2 separate regions of the Oryctolagus cuniculus genome follow, and region 1 is linked to region 2. A link is a contact called in public Micro-C data. All regions are on one chromosome and are shown on one strand. The core of a region is the stretch at or near the end of the contact, and the rest is flanking DNA. Distances in the headings are between cores, read along the strand shown. Region 1 holds the start of ZDHHC5 (zinc finger DHHC-type palmitoyltransferase 5). Region 2 holds the start of ZFP91 (ZFP91 zinc finger protein, atypical E3 ubiquitin ligase).

Region 1 (6,373 bases), core at 3,366-5,865, 920 kb before region 2:
CTTGGGCCCTGCACCCCATGGGAGACCAGGAGAAGCACCTGGCTCCTGCCATCGGATCAGCGCGGTGCGCCGGCCACAGCGCGCTGGCCGCGGCGGCCATTGAGGGTAAACCAACGGCAAAGGAAGACCTTTCTCTCTGTCTCTCTCTCACTGTCCACTCTGCCTGTCAAAAATAAAAAATAAAAAAATAAAAAATAACTTTGTGAATGGAGCACTTGTTTTAAGAAGGGACTAGATGGGGGCTGCCTTGGTGGCACAGTAGGCTAAGCTGCCGCTGCAATGCTGACATGCCGTATTGGTGTGCTGGTTCGAGGCGGTGGTGTTTTTTTGGATGCTGAAGGCATTTTGTTTGCTGGAAAACCAAGTAATAATAACATCTGCTATTCTGGGAGTGCTGTTGAGAAATGTAGCCAAAGCTTTAGTGGAAAATGCCTTGGGGAAATGGCGTTGTGGTGCAACAGGCTTAACTGCCGCTTTGCAACATCGGCATCCCCTGTCAGAGTGCTGGTTTGAGTCTGGCTGCTCTGCTTCTGATCTAGCTTCCTGCTAATGATGGCCCAGGGTGGGGCCCTGCGGCCCACTTAGGAGGTCTGGATGGAGTTCCCGGTTCCTGGCTTTGGCCTGGCCCAGCCCTGGCTATTGCAGGTACTTGGGGAGTGAGCCAACGGATGCAAAAAAAATAAAAAATAAAAATAAAAAATCTCTGTCCCTCCCATTCTCTCTGGCATTCTGCCTTTTTTTTAAATTTTTTTTTTTTTTTTTTTTTTGACAGAGTGGACAGTGAGAGAGAGAGAGAGAGAAAGGTCTTCCTTTTTGCCGTTGGTTCACCCTCCAATGGCCGCTGCGGCTGGTGCACCGCGCTGATCCGAAGCCAGGAGCCAGGTGCTTCTGGTCTCCCATGGGGGTGCAGGGCCCAAGCACTTGGGCCATCCTTCACTGCACTCCCGGGCCACAGCAGAGAGCTGGACTGGAAGAGGAGCAACCGGGACAGAATCCAGTGCCCCGACTGGGACTAGAACCCTGTGTGCCAGTGCCACAGGCAGAGGATTAGCCTATTGAGCTGTGGCGCCAGCCGGCATTCATTCTGCCTTTTAAATATATACATCTTTACAAAAATCCAGGGAAAATTTACCAGTGTCTTTCACCCTGACAGTGCTCTTGCTTGCTCTTCTCTGCCAAGCAAGCTGGCATATGTATATATGTGTATATATATATATATGTGTGTGTGTGTGTGTGTGTGTATTTACTTATTTACTTGAAAAGCAGTTAGAGATCTTCCATCCACTGGTGCACTCCCCAAATGGCTGGAACGTCTGGGGCTAGGCCAGGCTGAGGACAGGAGCCAGGAACTCCATCCTGGTCTCCCACATGGTGCAGGGGCCCAAGTGCTGAGGTCCTGTTCCGCTGCTTTCCCAGGTGCATTAGCAGAGAGCTGTACAGGAAGCAGAGCAGCCGCGACTTGGACTGGTGCTCACGTGGGATGCTGGCGTTCCTGGTGGCAGTTTTCACCCGCTGCGCCACAATGCCAGCCCCAAGGCCTATACTTTTCATTTTTATCTTTTAAACCCATTTGTCCATGAACTTTTCTTCAATTCCTGTTATTACTTGTCAGTTGAACTAAAAATGACCCTGTGGTGTGCCATGTACAGGCTAGAAAATGCAACTGAAGAGAATTTCAAAGAGTATCGATTATACTTAAACTAAGCCATTACTTGATATACCTAACAAAGCAATTCACTTGAAATTTGGTGCTCTAGATATTCCATTTTAAAAAATATTTATTTACTTATTTGAAAGGCAGAGTTAGAGGCAGAGGGGGGTCTTCCATTCTCTTTCATTTGCTGGTTCACTCCCCAAATAGCCACAACGGCTGCAGCTCAGCCGATCTGAAGCCAGGAGCCAGGAGTTCCTTCCATGTCGTCTCACATGGGTGCAGGGGCCCAAGGGCTTGGGGCATCCTCCGCTGCTTTCCCAGGCCATGGCAGAGAGCAGGATTCGAAGTGGAGCAGCCAGGACTTGAACCGGCATCTGTATGGGATGCCAGCACCACAGGTGGTGGCTTTACTCACTATGGCACAGCACCGGCTCCCTAGATACTCCTTTTTTTAGTCTGGATTTTATTCTGGACAACTTTTCAGAAGTGGCTGGCAATTGAAACCTTATGTCCTATTAAACATCCTTTCCAGCAAATAACTTCAATCATCTAAAGAAAACTGGACAAGAAAATAGACTCTCCAAATCTTGGGGTGATGATTATGCCTCTGTTGGTGCTCATCTAGCTAAGAAAGAGGTTTGCAACCCAGTATTCTAGTGTCCTGGAGTGATCCTTATGTGTAGTTGGATGGTGGAATGTTAACTTCTCCTCCCCTTTCAGCACAGTCTAGCCAACAGACATCCATAATTACAGGTTCTTAGTTAAAAGTAGGAAAATAAAATTTTAATTTGTGAGGTGAAGAAATGAGAACATCTTAAAATCGGAGTCAAATAGACACCTGGAAAATGAAAGTTAACTTCCTGTGAAGGAAACAACATGGTGACAGGTAAAAAAATAAGTAAAAATTTTCTCTCTGGTAACATTTTTTTAAAAAAAGAATATGAACTGGGACTGGTGCAGTGGCGTATCGGGTAAAGTCGCCGCATGCAGTTCAAGCCCCGGCTGCTCCACTTCCGATCCAGCTCTCTGCTATGGCCTGGGAAAGCAGTGGAAGATGGCCCAAGTCCTTGGGCCCCTGCACCCATGTGGGAGGCCCGGAAGAAGCTCCTGGCTTCTGATAGGCGCAGCTCTGGCCACTGTGGTCATCTGGGGAGTGAACCAGCAGATGGAAGACTCATTCTTTCTCTCTCTGCTTCTGCCTGTCTGTAACTCTTCCTCTCAAATAAATAAATACATCTTTTAAAAAAATATGTATTCATTTATTTGAAAGGCAGGGAGCTGGATCAGAAGTGCAGCCGCCAGGACTGGAACCTGTGCTCCTGAGATTCCAGTGTCGCGGGTGGCAGCTTCACCTGCTGTGCCACAACACTGGCTCCTCCAGCAACTTAAATTTACCTGGTAGAGGGTTAGCCAAGGTGGGGAACTTTCTTCCTTCCTTTCCTCCCTCCCTCCCTCCTTCCTTTTTTCTTCTTTCTTTTTCTTTCTGCCTCTCTCTCTCTCTCTCTCTCTCTCTCTCTCTCTCTCTCTCTCTCTCTCTCTTTCTACCAAGGACCTTATAACATCAGTAGTGGTCTCTTTCTTTTTACCAAGGACCATTTGATACTTATAACATCAGTAGTGGGACATACAAAGTTATCAACTTAAAAATTAGCCTTCCATAGATTTATGGAATTTCTAGTGCTGCCTATGGTTGCCAGAACAAATGATTCTGTGGGCCTTATACGACCTGAGGGCTGGATGTTTCCCACCCTTGGAAGACTTAAAAATATACACTGATTAAAAAGAACTCTCCAGGGAGTTGCAATAAATGCTGGATTGAAGCCCTTAACAAGAATGAGCCAGAACTGATGACATGTGCTTTCTGTAAGTCAGAGAAGGAACCGGACGAGACTCCAGAAAACAGAAGGCCGCCCTTGGCCTTTTGGTGCCCAGTGTTAAAATGTCAGCAACGGGGCAGTCAGCAGGACTTAGCATCGCCTCTGAAGCTAAGGAACCACGGCTTCAGAGAAGTGGGCGGGGGACACCTTTTGGAAGGTGCTGCCTTCAGGAGAGGAATGGCCAGAGGACACGTGGCACTGCTGTTGGGTTCATCGGGGTCTCGGGCTAATAACCGCTGCGCTCTACGGACACCTGGCCAGCAGCTCGCTAGGGACTGGGGCTGTTTAAGAGAGCCCGGTATTTCCTGCTTGTCTTCTCTAACTAGGTGAGGTCAGGGGTGCGGGCGCTCCACCCGCCGTGTGGCCGTGGGAAACTAATGGAGTTAAGGGCAGCCTGGACTCGGCCGCCGCTGGCACTCGAGGCTCCGAGGCTCGTGCCGGCTCTCCTCCGCCTTTCTCCCCGGCCCCTCGGCAGGAGCTTCGCCCCACACTGCCTCTTCTCGTCCGGGCGCCCCCTCCGTGTGGGAGCCACAGCCCGGGCCATTCCGCCACCCGGGCACAGGGGACTCGCAGAGGCGAATACTTCGCCAACATCGTTTTAAATAAAGTTTTTGCCATCAAAAAAGGGAGGGGGCGGGATGGAAGGAGGCCTACTTAATCGCCAAGCGGTTGGCCAACGCGTGAAGGGGCGAAGCAGGAAGACCGCGAGACTCATCGGTGATTGGTCAGGCTAGAAGCCTGTCTGGACTGTACCACACTTACTTGGAGGGGGGGTTGGCAAATTCGAGAGACGAGCTGCTTGCTTGTGAGTACTTCCAGCACACACGCATAATTCTTTTTTATTTCCGAGGGTTTCCGTTAGGATACAACAGGGACAGAAAACAAGGCGCAGGAAACGGAGGGAGTCTCCCGGCCATTTCCTCATTCTCGACTCCCGCACAGTATGCCGACCCTGCTCGCCTAGTCGTCAGCGGAACCCGACGCCCTTGCGCGCGCGTTCTCGTCTTCTTGCGTGCGTACGGCGCTGTGCTCCTACAGCCAATCAGACGGCGAGGTCGCCGCGGTCGCCGCGGTTCGCGCGCACGCCCCAGAGGGGAGACGGGGTGGGGGCTGTGGGTGAATGGGAGAGTGAGCAGGGGCGGGCGCGACGGCGTGAGCCGCATGAATGAGAGAAACGTGCCCAGCGCGAGACGTCGCGCGCGCCCGGGCCAGGGAGCCAATGGGAACGCTGGGAGGGCTCGAGACCCGGCACTGAGCGCAACGGCCGCGCGCCGGCTCGCTGACGAGCGTCGCCAGGCGGGAGCGCGCGGGAGCGGGGCGGGCGTGGAGCGTGCGGGGGCCGCGCGCTGCCTCTCAGAGGCCGGACGGCACTGCCGGGAGGCGGCGGTGACAACGACGGCGGCGGTGACGGGCGCCGCTCCGGGGGTGAGTACCGGGGACGCCGGCCCCTGCGGAACCGGAAGTGCCGGGCCAGTGAGGTGGGAGGGGAGAGTGACCTCTAGGGAAGGGGGACCGGAGCGGGGGAGGGGGTTAAGGCCCCGGCCCTGCTCCAGGCCGGGTCATCCAGCCGCGGCAGGGACCCGTGGGCCCCTGAAACGGCCGACGAGTCGAGGCTGGGATCCAGGGCCGCCGGGGCTCGGGACCGGGTAGTGCCGGGCCGCCGGGCTCCGGACTGCGGTCTTCGGAGCCTGGCACCCAGCCGCCGCCCCTTCCGCCCCCGGCCCTCCGCCGCTCGCTCCCCCAGCCTCGGTGGGCCCCGCCGCCGCGGATTCCGCCCTCTGGGGCTCCGTGGACGTTACCTGTGCCCGGGGACGGGTTCGGTGCCGTTCCCCCTTTGACCGTGCGTTTCGAGTTCTCCACTCGAGCTTCGTCCTGTAACCTGTGCTTTTCCACCCTCCAACCCCACCGGCCGAGGGCTCCGTGCTGCCAGTACTTTGTACTTTTTGCCAGTGGAGCCCGAACGTGTTCGCCGGTGTTTTTACCTGTAGGGATCTCTTTGTGGGGCGGGGGGTGAGGGTGTCTCACCCCCTTGACCGATTGAAAACACGGCCGCGAGAAGGAAGAAAGTGGCTCAAAGTTACTGACTCCAGATCGTTTTTTTGCCCTGCGTTTTTCACTTCCTGGTTAATGCCATCTTGCCCAGGTTGATTTCACGTTTGCATTCCCACCTTTTATCCCGATTAGCCCTTCAGTCCTGTGTCGGATTTCTAAGGAGGGCTCGCTATAGGCCATTCCAGAGAACCCGTCAAGTGTTTACAAGAATTGTATTGCCATGTACTTTGCTACCTTGATATATAGTGATAAAATCCACATTAAACTTTTGACTCTTTTTTTTCCCCCCGATATCTCAACATGGATTATTCCATGGCACTTCAATGGCTGTGTTTTTAGCTTTTCCTGTATTGTGCTGTTACACCACCTTGTTTCAGCAAGCAATGTCTGTGTTGCCAGGGATACTGTTCGGATCCCTTAACCCCTTTAAGGAGGTATTTGTGTTCAATCTTATTAAAGCTCTCAAAGTACGTGTCCTATAGTATTCGTTTTATATGTGCATATTTTCATTCCATAGTTGACCGTGTGCCTGAATATGTCGCATATGCCCTTGTATATTTTTTGATACTGATGTGGATCCACGCTGTTGCCACTGTTGAACGACATTTACCCTTCCAATCTCATCCCTGCCATCTGCAGTAGATCCTTCTGCTAAGACTTAGTATGTCTCTCTACATACCCAGGAAATTTTTAGGTTTCATCCTGCCCCTTCTTTTAAAATATTTATTTATTTGAAAAGCAGAGACAGACGCAGAGACAAACCTTGCATCTGCTGGTTCACTTCCCAAAT
Region 2 (6,756 bases), core at 3,059-5,558:
TCCTGCCACCCACATAGGAAACTTGGATTGAGCCTGGGAGATAAACCAGAGATTGGGAGCTCTGTCTGTCTGTCTGCCTGTGTCTCTCAAATAAAAAGTAAAATAAAATAGAACTCTTAGAATAATGGATTTTGGTGCTCCTTACAGTAATATTGAACAAGCTTTGTTTTTCTTAGTTTACTCATCTGAGTGAAGTGGGTAATACTTACTTCAGAGGGTTGCTGCAGACACTGGAAATAGTTAACAAATGTGAAAATGTCAGTTTTGGCCTAAGTCACTGAATAAATATCGGTTCCCTTTTTGAACTGTCTACATGAAATTAGGTATCCTTAAAATTATATTTAAAAATCTGCACATACAGAAATTCAAATTCTCCCAACACTCACACAGCCTAAGAATTTGGATTCTAAATCAAGTCCTAAACTAGTCTACCCTAGTATCAATGTATTGGTAGGTAGACTTTGCTTCCAAAACAGTTCAATACTTATTAAACACCTCCTTTTTTCTCTTAAGTAACATCTCTTCTCTCCAGTTACTTGCCCTTCTTCCTGTTTCTTCAGCTCTTAAATCAATTTAACTCCAATTTTTTTAAAAAAAATACAATTGCAAGCTGTGGTTTTTGTTGTTTGCACTTTTGATACATCTCAACCATGCACAAGCACAGGAGACCATGCAATCAGCAGAGCTGAGAAATTGGGTAAAGGTTATTTTTGGTTAGGATGCCAGAAACAAAAGTTGGCAGAGTCTATGGAATGAGTCCCAACAATGAGAGACATAATTCTCCAAAGGTTTGAAATAAGGTTTCTCTCTAGGTAACATGACTGATGGCTCTGCTGGTGGTTTTAATTGCCTTGAAGTGCAAAGAAGCATTATATTGTCATGCCACAGTAATCCGTCCTTTTAGAATTTCTCTGAATAAAAAGCTTAGCAACAAAACTCATTGGAGTTACGCCACTATATCTTTTTGATTTAATACTAAATCACAAAAAACTGAAGCCACACTGATCTTTCTCCAACCTCTGCAGATCCCTTTCTCGAATGTCTATTCCATGTCTCCGCCTTGTGACACATTTGCCAATCCCTGACTCCTTTTTTTCACCCAGATCCCGGTTGTCGTTGCCCAGCTGTGTGGCCAACCTAGTATCTCCAGGAGCCCTCAAAGAAGAATATGCCCATAATAAAATGATAATTTTGAAGTGATTCAGTCCAAAGGTATTTGTCTGGAGTATACTTTGTGGTTACCACAGAATTCTCTGCCTATTGTGCCACTACAAAGAGTAAACCCAAAATGTTCCCAATCATAGTTCCTCAGTTCCCTCTTGGTTGAGCAGAGGACAAAAGTGAAAATAAAATCTTCCAACATCTCCCTCAAACAACTAGAAGTATACCCCCGCACATAGAGATGGTGGCTGCTGCTTCATTCCCTCTGTTTCTCCCAAGAAGCTCCTCACTCACCCAATTCCTCCATGGCCCCACACCCAGGATGCTCCGGTCTCACCAGTTGTGAAGAAGAACTGCTTTTGGCATGTGCTGAACAGAAGACCGCAAAGGAACTGAACAAGACAACGTAATGCAGCCTTTATAACCCTTTTTGGTTACTGTATTTGCTTAGCACTTCCTCTCTTTTGATTTGGTGCATTTCTTCTTCTTCTACTTTTTAAGTAGGTCACAGTTTTTAAAAGGAGACTGACTTTGAAAGGCAGGTTGTTAAGATTTAAGTTCTGGCAGTGCATTGGCTATGGTGATAAAGATCCAAAATTAATTTTTCAAAACTTGAGCACCTACTATATGCTGGGATTCATCTTGAATTCATGGGAATAGCCCATTCACACATGTGGTTTTCTTCCAAAGGTACATGTCCCATTGTGCCTGGGCTTCTGCCTTATTTTTTTCCTTCTGTGAACCTAGGGGACCATTGAGGCGAATCCCTTTTAAAATTTCCATAGCAGTTAACTAGCTCCCAGCTACTTTTGCAGTCTGTATTTGCTTAGTTATTCAGAAATTATGCTTACCTGTTTTCCTAGACAGACAGACTGAAAATCCATTAAAAGCAAGGCATAAATGGGTTCATGTTTGGATCTCAGGGGCTGACTGAGCGGATTCAAATGCAAACATCTACAAGGGGCATGAAGAAGGAAACTGGAAAGTTTTAAGATATCGCGCGTGCTTAAACTGCAAATATCTCAGCTGGGCCTAGTTACACAGCTGTGTAGCAGTGTCGGAAAAATACAAGAAATTAACTCTTCACCATTTTTACTCCTGTGACTTCATCTACCTTAAATGAAATAAAACATTACAAAAAGCCTACTTTGAGAAGGTAGTATGTAAACAGCTTTAATTGTAGCTCTGTTAAATATATTTTATCCCATTTCCCCAGTGGTGAAATAGGTTTGTGGAATCGTACTAAAATAACAGAATGTATCATTCTTCTACAACACTGGGGTCTTTTAAAAAAAAAACCAATAATCCATTTATCACTGTATGACTTAAAAAATTCTCTGTATTACTTTAAGCAGCCATTGGATGTCAGTGCTGTTCTAAAAGTCTGCTCACCGAGAAAGCGGTCGGGAAACACTGCCAGGGACGCTGGGCTAGACAATTTTTACAACTGGAAATGACCTTACGGAAATGAAAAAATGTCCCCAAATACTCAATACCAACATAATTTTTTAGCCTAACGTGGTAACTGAGTCAACACATGGGAAGGAAAACGTCCTTCGGCACTCGTCTACGGTTTAACTGAATGATTCATGTGGAACTTAGAACGGGAACCCCGGATCTTGTTTCCGTCCTCTTTCCTGTGGGGCTTCTACCCTCGGAACCCGGAGGCTTTCGTTTTCAAGGGTGAAGCGCTCAGCTCGCCCCTCGCCGGCTGCACCACCCACTGACTTGCACGCGGAAACCCCCTTCGGACGCGCAGAGGACGACTTAGTTCCACACGCCAGGGGCCCAGAGAGCCGCTTCTGACACAGGGACGCGGACGAACCGCAGACCCAGAGGCTCCGGGGCGGCGAGCCGGGGCCCTCAGCCACTCGGCGGAGGTCGCGGAGTCACGCGAACAGCCCACGCCAGCTCCGCGATGCCCCAACACCGCAGCTCTACAAGTCAGCCCACGCCCCGAGATACTAGGTGCCCGATGAGTCCTGGTCATCGTGATATCGAAGACCCGACGGAGCCAGACTCAGTTCCCGGGTCAGACACACGAGGCCCGGACGAGCGTTGCAAACAGGAACGCCGGACTGCCCCTGAGGAGGCATCATCTGGCTACCTCGAAGGAAGCCAAGTCTACTGGGTGGCCATCCCCAAAAAACCAGAGGCCAAGTTACAAAAAAAAAAAAAAGTACTCAGAAGTAACACAGAACCCTCCCGCAGGCAATCCTGCTCGGCAATTGGCTGAACTTTCGAGCCGGGATGTACGCAGGCGTCCTGGCCTAACCCGGAAACACTACCTCCCTCAAAAAGTAAACTACGGTAGCAGAGTAAACTACTTTTCCCGTCGCCAGTCAAAACCTCCCGGCATCCTCTCCGCCTCCGGCTTCCTAATTTTTTTTTTTCTGCACGTATTAGGATAAACAGGACTTCATTTCCCACAATGCACTTGGCTGAAGTTATCGTGCGCATGCGTCGAGGCGGGCCCTCCTTACCCCCCTCGACCCCGCCTCCATTCTGCCGACGCCATTTTTTCGGAGACTTTCATCCGGCAGCCGACGGGGCTTTTTTTCTTAAAGGAGAAGCGACAACTCAAAAAATTTCCCCCTTCTCCCCGCAAGACCTGGCGGCGCTGGGGACAGAAAAGCCAGAGACAGGAAAGTGGGGACGGGGTGGAGACGGAAGGACACCCAGGCTACTTCTGCGGCCTAAGGAAGGGCAGAAAGAGCCCTTGTGGCGTTCGCGGCTCCTTAGGGAGGCAGGTGCGCGCGCAGCCAGCCCGCGCGAGGCGGGGAAAGGTGCGTTTTTTCCCTTCCACCTTCTTCGCGACACCTGCCCCTCCTCCTGCCCCTAGCTCGCGTTGAACTCCGGAGAGGGGGAAAGGTCACTTTGGGATTGTCGCGAGACGCAGCCGTTTAACGGTGAGAACGGGTGCGCGGGGAAGGAAACCTCGCGCGCTCCCTCAGAGCCGTTTCCTGATTGGGTGAAGGGAGAGGTGAGGGAGGGAACCTGGTGCGTCGCTGCGCGTGAGACCGCCAGGGGCGGGGCGAGGAGGCCGTCCCTCCTCTCCTATTGGTCTGCAGAGGTTGTGTGGCGGGCGCGCGCGCGCCGCCAGCGGTAGCGGGCCGTGAGTGGCAGGGGGTGGGGGGGCGCCCTCGGAGCCGGGCGGAGGGGAGGGGGGAAAAGAAGAGCGCAGGGTGAGAGTGAGCCGGACGCTCCGGGAGGCGAGGGGGGCGGGGGGAGCAGCGTCGCGGCCGCCGCCGCCTCCGCCTCCGCCGCCTGGGTCGAGGGGGTGGGGGACGGACGAGCCCTGATGCCGGGGGAGACGGAAGAGCCGAGACCCCCGGAGCAGCAGGACCAGGAAGGGGGAGAGGCGGCGGCGGCCAAGGCGGCTCCGGAGGAGCCCCAACCTCGGCCCCCTGAGGCGGCGGCGGCGACGCCTGCGGGCGCTACGAGCAGCCGCGTGCTGAGGGGCGGTCGGGACCGGGGCCGGGCCGCGGCGGCCGCCGCCGCAGCCGCCGCCGCGGCCGCTGTGTCCCGCCGGAGGAAGGCCGAGTATCCCCGCCGGCGAAGGAGCAGCCCCAGCGCCAGGCCTCTGGACGTCCCAGGGCAGCAGTCCCAGGCCGCGAAGCCCCCGTCTCCAGTTCAGGGCAAGAAGAGTCCGCGACTCCTGTGAGTAACGCAGTCTTTCAGGCGGTGGGAGAGACCCCCTCTGTCCGCACGCAAACCCTCTCGGCTCCCGTAGCGCCTTCTCCACGTGACATCCTGCCTGCGCTGCCCCCTGCCGGCTCCGCACGCCAGGTGTCCCCCGGTTCTCCCGGGCGGCGGCCCGCACCTGCCCGCCGCGCCCCCGGTCGGGCCGCCTCCCCGCCCCCGGGGTCGCGCGGGGCGCCCCTGCCCCGCTCCCCTCTCCCGCCTCTCCCCGCCGCCCGCGGGCCCCTTGCTCCCCTGGCACCCGCACCGCCTTTGTCAGCCTATCCCTTTCCCTTCGGCGGCTCTCCAGTATGACATCACATCCCCATTAGGAAATCCACAGCACGGACCTCGCCTGCGAAAACAAATCGGTCCCGTGGCTGGAGAGCGAGTCGTCCTGCAGTGTCTGTCGCAGCGCTCGCCCTTCTGAGTCTTCACCTGGGTGCTCGCTGTTTGTAGAAATGGTCACATTTAGGGTCAAACGTGGCCGTGCCAATTTCAGGTGTAGGCGCTTCCATAGAACAAAAATTGGGTTCTTCAGCTTCTAACATTTTTTAAAATTTTGCATATACTTAGTGTAGGGGCTTTAATCTTCAAAATTGGACGCCTCTGAAGGGAATTCCGCTCTTACCAAGAGGTGATAGAATAACTTGAACCACCATGAACAAGTGGTCAGGAACATACATATGTTTAAAACGCAAGCTCTTGTTAAGAATACTGAAGCCCTCAAGTTTGTAAGTTCCTGAAGTCAATCCTGTTAGCTATTAAATTGATTACAGAAAACATCATTTATGTTACTTGCCTTTGAAATTAAAAAGTTAGTAAAAGCAGGGAATCTGGAAGGTGGAGAGGGAAAAGTCAATTTTAAGTGTTCCCGTTACACCGGTAGAAATAGTGGCAAGGTTTGGTTACCCTAGACCTAGTATTTTTAAACCTAGAAATAGATACGTTCCAAAATTAAGTCTATGACTTGGCAGCCTTGGCTTAGGAAGCTCTCAGAAAGAGGAATAAAATTTAAAGATGTCTTACTACTACAGTAAGTAGTGCATTAAGTATGCATTCAAATTTTTGAAGGTCATTTAACAGAATTTACCCAATTCGTTGTAAATTCGTTCTGTGGACAACAGAAATCTGTATGTACAGATCAGCTGCAGTTAGAATCTTAATTGCTGTAGGTGCATTTTATGTTGAAAAAACTTGGTTTATTCTTTTATAAATTTGAAAATATTAACCTTATTTGGATATAAATTTCTTGGATAAATTCTTTAGCCTGTCAGTTTCCTTATCTGTATGGGATTATATATGTGGAATAACTGCCATGACACTGAGTTTGTGAGAATTCGAGCATGTGAACTACCGACCACAACGTGTGACACTTTAGTAAAATACTAAGTGAAAGACACTGTATTGAACGATGGGGGCATAGTAGAAGTGTGAGTGGCCAGGGGTGGTGGTTTTCACGTTATTTCTGAAACACACTTTTTTTTTTGTATTATACATAATGGGGTTAATAAAATATTTTTAAAATACTCTTTCATTTTCACATACTACTTGAAAGAGGAATACAGCTGTATCTGTTAAGATACCTAGAGTGGTGGTTTTAACTGCTGTCATGATTTATTTGTTCCCCTAACTCTTGGCAAAGAGTACTAATGAGTCATTTTACTTCCACAATGTAACTATTAAGACAAATGAACTTGAATGAAGATGACTTAATTAAATCCTTAGAGTGTTTTCCTCCTCAAAATTCCCTGTGGGTAAGAAACAAGTCTATAAATTCTTCATGTCCCCACTTCTCTCATCCAGTATCATAACAGATAGTGAAGTTGGTGTTCTCTTAACCACCTTTAGCAAGATAATTATCTCTTGACAGTGCACTGAAAGCTAATTTTAATTGGATTGCTAATTTTTGTC

The links. Hi-C and Micro-C count contacts between places; a contact is called where the count stands out from the background.
Region 1: a contact with region 2 is called in a Micro-C map of ear pinna, with 10 times the contacts expected there. The contact joins the promoter of ZDHHC5 here to the promoter of ZFP91 in region 2. A contact is called at or near these places in 2 of 6 Hi-C or Micro-C datasets (ear pinna and an unstated tissue).

The regions. Positions count from the first base shown.
Region 1 is chr1:14,478,866-14,485,238 of mOryCun1.1, reverse strand. ZDHHC5 (zinc finger DHHC-type palmitoyltransferase 5) reads left to right here and starts at 4,615. Exons shown (of 12, transcript XM_002709166.5): 1 at 4,615-4,956. LOC138848926 (a long non-coding RNA gene) reads right to left here and starts at 5,637. Exons shown (of 3, transcript XR_011387103.1): 1 at 5,331-5,637; 2 at 4,294-4,641; 3 at 805-2,028.
Region 2 is chr1:13,560,931-13,567,686 of mOryCun1.1, reverse strand. ZFP91 (ZFP91 zinc finger protein, atypical E3 ubiquitin ligase) reads left to right here and starts at 4,308. Exons shown (of 11, transcript XM_051854290.2): 1 at 4,308-4,821. The coding sequence starts at 4,463. LPXN (leupaxin) reads right to left here and starts at 1,532. Exons shown (of 9, transcript NM_001082048.1): 1 at 1,456-1,532. The coding sequence starts at 1,468.